Linked DNA regions of Mus musculus: region 2 is linked to region 1. A link is a contact called in public ChIA-PET data. All regions are on one chromosome and are shown on one strand. The core of a region is the stretch at or near the end of the contact, and the rest is flanking DNA. Distances in the headings are between cores, read along the strand shown.

Evidence for each region. ChIA-PET counts read pairs in DNA pulled down with a chosen protein or histone mark.
Region 2: a contact with region 1 is called in an RNA polymerase II ChIA-PET map of memory CD8 T cells, with 6 read pairs. The contact joins two enhancer-like sites.

Annotation. Positions count from the first base shown.
Region 1 is chr2:10,340,352-10,346,404 of GRCm38.p6, reverse strand. Gm13261 (a long non-coding RNA gene) reads left to right here. Exons shown (of 4, transcript XR_001783229.2): 2 at 1,020-1,154; 3 at 4,677-4,884. Among named protein-coding and RNA genes, the nearest start is that of Gm13261, 22 kb to the left of the region's middle. Within about 2 kb of position 2,689, at least 25 of the 459 cell types and tissues checked have an H3K27ac peak or open chromatin away from gene starts, as enhancers often do. A contact at or near this core is called in memory CD8 T cells, where this site is marked.
Region 2 is chr2:11,214,343-11,220,401 of GRCm38.p6, reverse strand. The region is part of intron 1 of Prkcq (protein kinase C, theta); the gene reads right to left. Among named protein-coding and RNA genes, the nearest start is that of Prkcq, 45 kb to the right of the region's middle. Within about 2 kb of position 2,036, at least 47 of the 459 cell types and tissues checked have an H3K27ac peak or open chromatin away from gene starts, as enhancers often do. A contact at or near this core is called in memory CD8 T cells, where this site is marked.

The DNA of each region.
Region 1 (6,053 bases), core at 1,440-3,939:
GAGGGGGGCTGTAATCTACCTGGAGGAAGTGATTTGTTGAAAGGTCATAACCCATGCAATAAATAAACATGGTGTGGGCCTGTCACCCAGCTTTCTTTGGATTAGATTATAACGTAGCCATTGACAGTCATCCAGAAACAATGGTGCCTATACATAGTGTCTGAAGTCAGTCTGAGTGAAGTTTTTAGTGACTGACCAGTTATTTCTAGCAGTATTATACTTGGATCCATAAACTCTCCCTTCCTCCCTTACCCACCCACCCCCACCTCTCTGTGTGTAGGGAACATTATTTAAGCTACCTGAATAGGGCCTGTGACCATGGCAGAATGGGAGGGAGATACAATATGGAAGAGAAGAGGGGAAGTCCCTATTTTACAGAAGAAAATAAAATGGAGTTAGTGATCAGGACACACAGTCTAAGGGATCAGGGGAAAGCATTTGCAGGACTGTGTGCTTTAGAGGGTTAGAGTATCATCATCATTGCACTCTGTATTGCATTCTGGCTACTGGGGCCTAGCGTCCACTCTCGGCAGTACTGAGAGCAATTGACATATAATAAGAGGAAAATGACTAATGAACCCATTTTACTATACGCTGTAAAAGGCTTTCATCGAAACAGACTGTATTTAGCCTGGTAATAAACCTGAGCGAAGAAGGCAGGCATCTGACATGGCAACTGGTTCAAGTAAAGATCGTATTTTCTCTTAAAAAAAAAAATCCCTGACGAATTATATGGCTTATGGGGAAATTTCTTGCTTGGAGATTTTCTATGACTACTGTACAGTTTTTGTAGAGCTTGGCAGGTGTGCATAAATGTTTCCCCTGCCCCTACCCACTCTCCTTCCCCCTCCCTCCTCTTCCTCCTCCTCCTCTTCTTCCTCCTCCTTCCCTTCCTCTTCTTCCTCCCACGCCTCCTTCTTCTCCTCTGGCTTGAAATATTGGCAAGGACTGTAATAATAGCCAAAGAAGTAAGAGTTTATGTGTTAATTTGTTCCCATCTATCTCTGCTGTCCATACAGGAGGACTGAGAAGGAAGCTGTTTAGACCATGCCATATTTCTTAGGCCCCAAGAATCTTACAGATGGACAGATCTTCTCTTCAAATCCTGCCGTTGCAGCCCAGAGAAAGAGACAGCCACTGGAGCAACACATCCTGTGAGAAGTTAATTTTGGCTTTTGTTTGGTTGGTTGTTTGGTTGGTTGTTTTGTTTTGTTTTGTTTTGTTTTGTTTTTTGTTTTTTTTTTTTTTTTGAGACAGAGTTTTTCTGTGTAGCTCTAACTGTCCTGGAACTTGCTTGGTACATCAGGTTGGCCTTGAACTCATTACCTCCAGAGTGCTGGGATTAAAAGCGTGCGCCAGCACTGCCTGGCCACACCAGACATTCTTTACAGTGCTGTGATTCTAAGTTTGTTTGTTTCTTGTTTTCATGTCAGCAACCAAAATTCCGAGACTCAGAAAATCCTCACGCTTTGCCTGTTACTACATAATGCAGCCCGGAGAGCTAGGAGTTTGAACCAAAATTCAAATCCCCAGAGCCCACATAAAAGTCAAGTGCGGTAACCTAAGTCTCTCTAACCAGGGGCTCCTACAAGAACATGGGAGATGGACAGGAAAGTCCCCAAAGCTGAGACCCCAGATTAGAGCAGAAAGAGCTCTTCTTTTAACATGGAAGGTGGGGACTAAGACCGAAAGCTGTCCCTCTGACTTCCACACCCTTGTTGAGGCATGTACACAACCAAGTTCACACACACACACACACACACACACACACACACACACACAGAGAGAGAGAGAGAGAGAGAGAGAGAGAGAGGAGTATGTGTACAGATACACAGAGCAAGAGATCATATGTACAGACATACACCCAAAACTCTTTTCTTCTTCTTTTTTAAGAATTATTTATTTGCTGGGCAGTGGTGGCGCACGCCTTTTATCCCAGCATTTGGGAGGCAGAGGCAGGCAGATTTCCAAGTGCAAAGCCATCCTGGTCTACAGAGTGAGTTCCAGGACAGCCAGGGCTATACAGAGAAACCCTGTCTCGAAAAAAAAATAATCTATTTATTTTATGTATATGAGTACACTGTAGCTGTCTTCAAACACACCAGAAGAGGGCATCAGACTCCATTGGATGGTTATGAGACACCATGTGGTTGCTAGTTGAACTCTGGACCTCTGGAAGAGCAGTTAGTGCTCTTAACCACTGAGCCATCTCTCCAACTGTCCTCCTCCTCCTCCTCCTCCTCCTCCTCCTCCTCCTCCTCCTCCTCTTCTTCTTCCTCTTCCTCCTCCTCCTCCTTCTTCAGAAATAAGCAACAAAGCCCCTTTAGGCAAACTTTCTGCAGTGAACTTAGAGACAGTTCATATAACCCTGGATCTGTCTTTACCCCCTAACAACTCTCAGACCTCTCTGCTACCTCTCTAAACACATCGCCTAAACCCATGCTTTCTGGAAAAGCACTCCTTCCAAGTATAGAAAAACTTGGAGGCAGGAGGTGATGGGGAGAGTTGTAAAATGAGACAAACATGAAATTAGAATAGAACGTCAAAAGGAGACTGTAGGGTGGCTCCCTCTATTTGCCCCCAGTTCTGAAGTAATCTGTCAGATTTTACCAGTGCAGTTTACTGTCTCTGCTCTTAGCAGCATCCCCAGAAAGTGAAAGGACTGCAAGGGAGAGGAAAAAAACCCACAGCAAACACAACCCACCACATCCTCTTGCAATTCCCATGTCAGATCTTCTTTGAAATCACCTGTGCTGTATCTAGCTCACCCGTGCTTCTTGGAACACTTACACAAAATCTGAGATCCATCTATAATGTCCTGTCCAAGGTCGGCGCCATTCCGGGAGTGAGAAGACAGAGTGTGGTTGAAATGAGTAGCTTAAAAGTGAAAGCAAGGGCTGGGACATGGCTCGGGTAGTAAAGTGGTCACCACACCAGCGAGGAGCTGAGTTCGGATTCCCAGCATGCACACAGAAAGCCAGGTGGCATTGAAACATCTGTAACCCCAGCACCAAGGAGGCAGAGACATGCAGCTCCCTGGGACTCCTTTGGATAGCCAGCCTACAGTGAACTCCAGATCCTGTGAGAGATCTTATTTCAACTAGTAAGATGGAGAGAGGTTAGGGAAGGCACCTGATGCCAACTTTTGGCCTCCATATGCACCCAGGTGTACCAACACTGAAACGCACACATATACAACACACACACAGACACACATGTATTTTCACTTAAAAGCAAATTCAAAATCACAAAAATATTCTCTCCCCCAGGTATCTGCATATAATATTTTTTTTACCCAGAGTCTACAAAAAACAAACAAACAAACAAACAAAAACAACACACACACCAAAACTCTTCAGACTGAAACCCTGTAACGTGTAAAATAGTAATATGTTATAAACGGGGTATGAAATATGACCCCAACTGGGTACAATCCATCTGCCTCCTGTGTCTAATCAATAGTCCTGCCAGCAGATCCATAGAGAAGAATTACAGTCACAATGTAAGAAGCAACATGTAAGCTTGAATACGATCTGGTCCCTGTCTAGTTAAGGGTCAAATTAACCTCTCTTTCTGCTCTGTGGTATAGTAGGTGTGGTCAAAGCCACGTCACTAGAGACAATCCTGCCTCCCGATGTGAAACTTTGTGTTCTGTGAACAGAGATTTGATTTGGCCACAGTTGATTGTGCTTTCTACCCAAATCTGCAGGCCCGGCAGTGAGACAAGCTCGTTCATTCAGCTTTCTCAAAAGGAAATGGCAGGCAGTGGTGGCGCACACCTTTGATCCCAGCACATGGCAGGCAGAGGCAGGTGGATTTCTGAGTTTAAGGACAGTCTAGTCAAAAGAGTGAGTTCCAGGACAGTCAGGGCTATACAGGGAAACCCTGCCTCAAAAAAACAAAAACAAAACAAAAACCAAACAAACAAACAAACAAAAAAACCAACAAAAATAAGAAAAAGAAAGAAAGAAAAGAAAAAGGAAACACTAGCCTAAGTTTGGAAGTTAAGATGCTGTCTTCCCACCCAGTGCTCTACAGCTACACTTGACACTCTCAGGTTTGCAGCCCTGAGATTTGTGAGGTAGAGGAGGAGAGGTGAGAAGAAGGAGAGAGCTAACAGCTTAGCACATACAGAGACGGGAGCCTGAGAGTCAAGTCCAGCAAGTAAACATGGCCAGTAGGCATCGCAATTATGAATCTGGAGATGCGCCAGATGGCATGATCCGCAAAATGAAATCGAAAGGACCTTCCTGTGTCCCACTTTCATGTGTGTGTTTATGTATGTGGGTACATACAGATGCCAGTCAACTGCGGGTGCTGTCCCTCGGGAGCCATCTTTCTTATTTTTGAGACTGGTTCTTATATTGCAACTCAGGAGCTCGAAGACTGGAAGGTTGGCTAGCCAATGAGCCCCAAGGATCCACCTAGCTCCACCCCCAATGCTAGAATTACACGTGGGCACCACCGTCTCTACTTATTAAAACTCAGGGCCTTCTGCTTGCACAGCAAACGCTTTCATTACTCAGTCATCTCCCCAGCCCTCGTGCGTCAACACTGAAGCTTCAGTAGAGACCCTGAGAAACAGACCGTGCGGGTGAAACCAAGAGTCTACTAAGCGCACGCCCACAACGCAGGTTTCCTGGGGTAAGTGTCTGATTCTTTATTTTCTTCCGTAGCCTGAGGGAAAATTCAGAAGACAAATACTCCCTTCAACAAACAAGTCAGATGACCCGTAAGTGAGGTGAACTCCAAGGCTAAGGTGGATCCAGGGGCAGGACAAACTGTTCGCACGCCTAGCATCTGTGGACTCTACCCTCCAAGCGCTTCCCCGGTCTTGTCGCGAGAACCAGAACCGTCGCTTTCAGGAACTCTCCATACTACAGAGTAAGTAACGTTTGAAAACAATGCGTTTTTAATAGAAAGAAAGCAAATTTATTTATCACACTGCAAAGAGAACAGTGGCCGTGGTAGGAGCAGACAAGTAATTTAAAAATAACTCATCCAATCACCTAGAATAGAAAGTTAGTTATTTTAAACTCTATGCCTACTTTAATTGTTTAATGTGGCATTTGTTTTAAATATTTCTACTCTCAAAAATTCCATGTTTTTGTACTTCATTTTTTAAAAAGTACCTTTTACTTAGTGTGTGTGTGTGTGTGTGTGTGTGTGTGTACACATAACCCCGTGAGGGGAAAGGAATGTATGTGAAAAGGCATAGTGTGGAGTTCAGAGGACAACTTGCAAGAGTCCGTTCTCTGCTTCCAACCACGTGGCTCCTAAGTGTTGAGCTTAGGTCGTCCGGCTTGGCAGTAGGCTTCTTTTCCCACTGAGCCATCTCACTAGCTCTAAACTCTGACTTTGTTGTATCTCCTTGTTAAATTTTCCAATAGAAATAGAAGGGGCATTTAACTGGACTATGGAGGCACCTTATCAGAGTATCTGGGCTTCCTTGCCTCTTTACATTATTCCTTAAAATGAGAGCCTGGAAGAACCCATGATTTGGATACTAAAGTGGCAGGCTTCAGAGTTATATATTACATCATAGCTGAAGATATCATTGCAGGTTCACTTCTTTACTTGTGGACTAGAACCACATGCTATTGAACTGGCTCACAAGTATATTATATATGCCTCAAGAAAAGGGAAATGATAAAGAAACAGTGTAAGGTCAACATGGTCAGAAATCACACACCCTCCTTTTTCATTTAATTAACAATTCTGTGATTAAAAATCATTGGTTCATCACAGAGGAAATAGGACTTTATAAAACCAGTGCTCGGGTCTCAAAGAGCAGCTTCCTCCTCTTTGCCAGACAAACACTGAACCCAGTCAAGCAAACAGAACCAGAACCCCCCACCCAAGGGGGCCTCATTGTCTCTGTCCTAAATCTATTTCACCCTGGCATGTGGCTGCCAGTTCATCATCTACAGCAGAGGCACGTCCTTAGCTAACTGTTTCTGTCCCTCCCTGTGTATCTGCAGGACAGGGCTGGGAACAGACAAGTGGGGTCTGAAGTGGCTTTGCTTTGTGTATATGTTTCTAGGAAGGCAATG
Region 2 (6,059 bases), core at 787-3,286, 870 kb before region 1:
GCAGAGGCAGAGGCATGCCAACTGGTCTACAAAGCAAGTTCCAGGACATCCAGAGTTACACAGAAAGAAAGAACAAAAATAAATCAAAACAAAAGAATATATATATAATACACACACACACACACATATATATATATAGCATTATTTCGTTTCTGGGAGACATAATATATTTAGCAGCCTGAGGATTTGTGCAGTTACATGTCTCCTTTGGGTCCCATGAAGATCACAACTGTGCTTACCCATCTTCCCTGCTCTCTGACTTATCCTTCTTTGCACAACAAATGACCCTGAGACTTAAATACCAGCCATTTATTTTTGCTTGCAATTAATTGCAATCAAATAGAATTGTGCTCAGTTGGACAGCTCAGATCTTATGTCACATGAGCCAGCACAGTGGGGACAGCTAGGACAGCCCAGCTTCTCTCTCCATGAGGTCCCTCATCCTCCCGGAAGTGTCTTGGGCTTGTCAGTATGGCAGTTGCTCTAGAAGAGGATGAGAGGGAAGGACACTGCTGGGCCTTTCAAGGCTAGGCACTGAACTCAGACAACGTACTTCAGCCTCATATATAACTGGTCAAAGATTTCGGGGCAGCTTTGACTTCAGGGGCGGGTGATAGGCTCTCTTGACTAGAAGACCGTTAAAGAATCTGTGGTTTGTTTTAATACCTTACCATGCCTATCTTCTCAAGCGCTGAGCATTAAGTACTGGAAACATTATTATTTTGTAGACAGGCCAAACATTGTCAATTAAACTAGAATCCAATGCTTAGCGCCAGACTTTTACTTTACGCTTATGCAAAGGTCCTTTTTTGGTATGTGTTCATCAGGTGTATGTTTTTGTGTAGGGTGGTGTATATGTGTGGTTTCTGAGCATGTATGTATGTGGGTGCATCTGATTGTGGGCCTGTTCAGAGACCAGAGGATGTGCAGTGCCTTATTCTAATCCCCTCTTCCTCTTTTTCTTTAGACAGGGTATCTAACTAAACCCAGAGCCTCATGGGCAGTCTGTGGAATGGCAGGCATGGAGATGTTACCTTTTACAGGAGGAGATGTAATCTAAGGTTCTGTTGCTTGTGTCAAGTTAACTCTGAAAAGATAAGCTCTATGATGCTATTGTCTTTGCAGCCCCAGCACTATCTCTGAGATGCTGTGGCTTTGCAGTCTTCTGAGGGACAAGCTGGTGCTTGGTGAAGAAAACTGTACCACCTGGTACAGGGGAGCAAACTTAGGGCCTGGGCCCGAGTCAAAGGACACCTCGATGAGAAGCTGAGGCTGAAGTCCCTGGGTACAGGGTCTTCCCTGTCATCTAACCTTTATTGGGAATATACACATAGGCATAGGGACTGTGGGAGGAGCAAAGAGATGAAGGTGCTCATAGGTTTGCAAGTGAGACCATCTCAGAACAAAGTCAACTCCATCGTATCCCATTTCTATATCTTAAGCAAATGTCTGAAACTCTGTGACTAAATTCTTCTATGTGCAAATCGAGGCATAAAGTAGACATACTTCCTAGGAGTCTCTGAGGGGTTGGATCTGTCCATGTTCTGAAGATTCAAAGAGTTAACCCACAGAAAATGCTTTTGAATGGCCAGTGGAGAAGTAAGCTATGGTTTTCCCAGATACCCTTCGAAGATTTTCCCATATAGCCTTTGAAGTGCTTCCTGATGAAAATATAACAACTCACACTACGGATCAATCCATATGCCTAGAATAAGCCTTAATTACTGGCCAAGTTGATGAGCTGACTCAAATATTTATTCAATAAACACTAGCTAAACCATCAAATGGGTTGTAAGGTGTTTTACTGGATACATGGATGTGATTGGGAGTTAGTTCCAGATAAGCTATGAGAACTCAATTTGGGGTTAGCCTCTCCTCCTAGAGGGGATTGGGAAAGGAGACGGTGAGCTTCTTCGCTTTCTTGCCCTCTTATCCTACAAGGAGTGCTGTGATGGTGTCAGGGACAGGATGAGAAACAGAACTGTCACTGCAGGGGACACCAATGGCAACACACTTCTGTGTTTACTGCTGCATTAACACCACACCCCACTTCCTCCTAAGGGTGTGTGACACTTTTCAGAGAAAATACAACGTTCACTGGTATCACCACAATGAGCGGAAATAGCTGTCCCCAGATGAACTGATAGTTTATGCAAAATAGTGTTAGGTGGAGTCCTCCATGTGCTAGTGTGGATGGACAATGCTGATGCGGGCCATTTCTGTCACATAAAGGATGCTGCAGGCAGAAGGGAAATAAATGTGAGCAGATATGTGTGTGTGTGCCTGAGTCTGTGTGAATTGCCTGTGTCTTGTTCTTACACTGAAGCATTCTCACTTATAAATGAGCAGGTTGTAAAAATTTAGTCAAAGTTTGAAGCTTCAACTCCATGAAAACTATAAAATTAGGCAACACTTTCATTTCTGGGCCAGCCTGCTGACTTGCCCATTTAGAAGGAGGTCAAAATAAATGTATTCTATAAAACCCATTACTTTCTGCTACTGCTCCAATGTACAGGCCGCTCGATTTGTTTTTCCTCTGACATTCCATTAACTGTGGGTTGACTAATCAGTTAATTGAGGCCTAATTCCTTTTTAAACATTTAAAAATGGTATTTTCATTTTTCTATCTGTGTGTATGAGCATTTGTGCATGGGGAGAGGGTGTGAGGAAGCACATGTTTCACAGCATGCAGATAACATGTTCCACAGCATGCATGCAGATAACATGTTCCACAGCATGCATGCAGATAACATGTTCCTCAGCATGCATGCAGATAACATGTTCCACAGCATGCATGAAGATAACTTATAGGAGCTGGATTTCTTCTTTTACCATGTGGATCCTGGGATCAAAATCAGTTATAACATATAAAATACAAATTAGTTTGAATGAAAGGATTAGTTTGGCTGTATTTTTGGCCACAACAGGAGCAGGTACTACATATCTGAAGGATGGAGGCAGAAGCTTAGTAATACCTAAAACGTGTCCTGGGGATCTTCCAATAGCAGCATCACCTGAGAAGTCTCTAGCACCCTGGACCTGCTATGTTAAAACTATAGCACTCAGCAAGCTAGGCTTCAGCAAGTACTCCAGGTTCCTGCGATGCCCACTCTAGATACAGAATCTGCACTTGAGCGAACCACACAAGGCGAGGCCTGCATTGTCTTACTCCCTTATTCTGCACAGTATCTTGCCCAGTGCTTGCGTCTTAGGAGGTTCTAAATCTGTCCTCCTCAACCAGGTTGCTGTTACTCCAAGTGAACACGTGCTCAAGACTAGAGACACTAGAGCTGATGTAAACAGAGGGGTCAGATGCTATTGCCTGAAGGTTAAAGCCAGGGTTATTACGAAGCAACCCACAATGCTCAGGGTGCCACCACCCACTAAACAGGGCAGCATAGCTGAAGATAAGACGCCTCTTCTCAATTAGTGACTAAAGTGGCAGCAGCAAGAACCTCTCCCTGGTCCATTCTCCCCATCTGCCAGCACCACTTCACGTTCAGTGACTTCTAGGCTCACAGTGAGAAGGAAACACAGGGAGTAAGCATAATCAGTCTTTCTCTCTCTCCCTCACTCCCATCTCATCCAGGGTGCATGGAAAACCTAGGGATTGACCTACAATACGTTCACAATGAACCAGTGAATGGATGGATCAAATAAAACAAAGCAATTACGCTAGTTCTTTTTGTTTCACGGTGGCCACATCCTTGACAGGAACAAAGGGTGAATGATTCATGATGGCTTACAGTTTCAGAGAGTTTTCGTCCATCATAGTGGGGAAGGGAGAGCAGAGCCACTCAGTGCACTTCACTGGAGGCATGTGACAGAGGCCATTCATGTCAGGGCAGGCCAGAAGTACAGACAACAGAATTCAGGGAGGGGATTTAACCCTCAAGCAGCTGGCCTACATGACCTTCTATCAGTAACCTTCCCCCCTTAAAGTCTCCACAGCCTCTCCACCTAGCATTAACAGGTTTTCTGTTTTCATTCTGTTGTTTGACAAATACCAGGATCAAAAGATACTCAGGAAGAAAGGGTGTATTTGGCTTTCACTTCCAAGTCACACTCCATCACTGAGGGAAGTCAGGGGAGGAACTCAAGCAGGAGCTTGAACCGGAAATTATGGAGGAATGCTGCTTCCTGACCTATAGGCTCATGCTTTTTTATATAGGCAAAGGTCACCAGTCTAGGGAATTGTACCACCCACAGTGGACTGGGGCTGCTGACGTCAATCAAGACAATCCTCCTCATGCCCATAGGTAAAGCTAATCTGGGAAATCCTTCAGTTGAAACTTTCTCTTCAGGTGACTCTGAGCTGTGTCAAGTTGACAGTTAAATCTATCTGGGGCACCAACTAAGGGACACTCATTCAAAACGTGAAACTGGGGGATATTTCCAACTCAAATTATAAGAGCAATGAATAAATCAGAGAGGGATCCCCTAATCTCTTCCACTGTGAAGATTAAAATGTTCCTTATAGACATTTGGTCTGGATTCTCATGGAGCAGACAAGCAGACAATGGAATTGAAACTCAGAGGAACCAACATGAGATATCTGTCTACTCTGTGGTAGAAGAGGGAGTAGGAGCCAAGAGTCCATTGTCTTCCCACTGCCTGAACCTACTGTTCTGACATGCATGAAGACAACTGAATGATGGGATTTGCTCCAGCTCAGAATATTAATGCTGCTCACACCTAAAGCTGGCTCAGTCAGCCTGACGAAAGCCTGGCCCCTTCCAGGTCTTTTCTCTGTTTGCTGGAGGTCATGCTGTGCACTGTTCAACTTTGACCTTCCCTGCTATAATGGATCGAGATCTCTAAAACCTGGGGTTACATGTAGTAAGACCTTCCTCCTTTAAGTTGCTTACGCCAGGCATTTTGTCACAACAAAAACTGTAACTAATCCAAGTGTATCAAGTAGGTTTCCTAAGAAAAACAAAGAGGGTTGAGCTCTCATAGAAAGTGGGATTTAAAAACCTTGTTACTTCACTACAGAGTTTGAGAAACATTGTAATAACACAGTATTTGAATCATAATTTTTGCTACAATGTAATCTAGCTGATGCTCTATTTGCCTTTTTATCCTCCTCACAGGGATTTCAGCAGCACTGTCTAGCATTTGTTTCACTCAATGGATCTTCATTTTACAGAACGAGTTTAGAGCCAAACCAGGCAGAGACGTGCAGAAGGTTCCCCCAAGCCCTGTTCTGCTCACACAGAGCTTTGCCACCATCCACATCCCTACCCAATACACCTAGTTCAATCACCACTGTCATACAGAAAGTACAGTTTTCAGTAGAGTTCATTTTTGGTGCTGTACGTTTTATAGTTTCCTATCACCAAATAAGGCCATGTTCCCGCAATGACAGGATTCATAGGGAGCAGCATTACTGTCCTGAAAACCCTTTGTGCTCCGTATAACCGTCTCTCCCCTCCATCAGTCAGAATAGACACAGATCATTCTGTGTCATCATGGGAATAATGTGGAATTGATGTTAGACCAGATGGTCAGGTACACAGAAGAAAATAAAAGATCCTGAAGCAGATGAAGATAAGCATGCATGAGTATATAAGTTCTGGATGTAATGAGAGCTAGACTGAAAGTCGGGAGGAAAGTGAAGATGTGCTTAGTAAATGGGACTATGTTCTCTAATTGAAGCCTATATCACAGTCAACATCAAATTAAAATTTTGGCAGATGGAAGCTATTTTGAAATGAAACCAGTCAACCACTGAAAGTACTAGAAATGTAGATTAATGATTAGGATCTTTTGGAACTAGGAAGAGCTTCCCAGGTATGACACCACAGAGACACTCAACAAGGAAACTATTTTATGTAACAGCCAATTGTGAGGAATGCTTACAAAGCATTTTAAATGACAGACACGTCTTTGTAAAACATGCGTGTGACTACACGCATGACACATATGTAAAATCTCTTAACCATCAGGAAAAAGACAAACACCCTAAGAAAACTACAGAACAAGCCCAGTACAGGCAATATATGAAAATTATATGAATGGCTGGTAGAATACAAATAATTCGATTTGCTAGACATCAA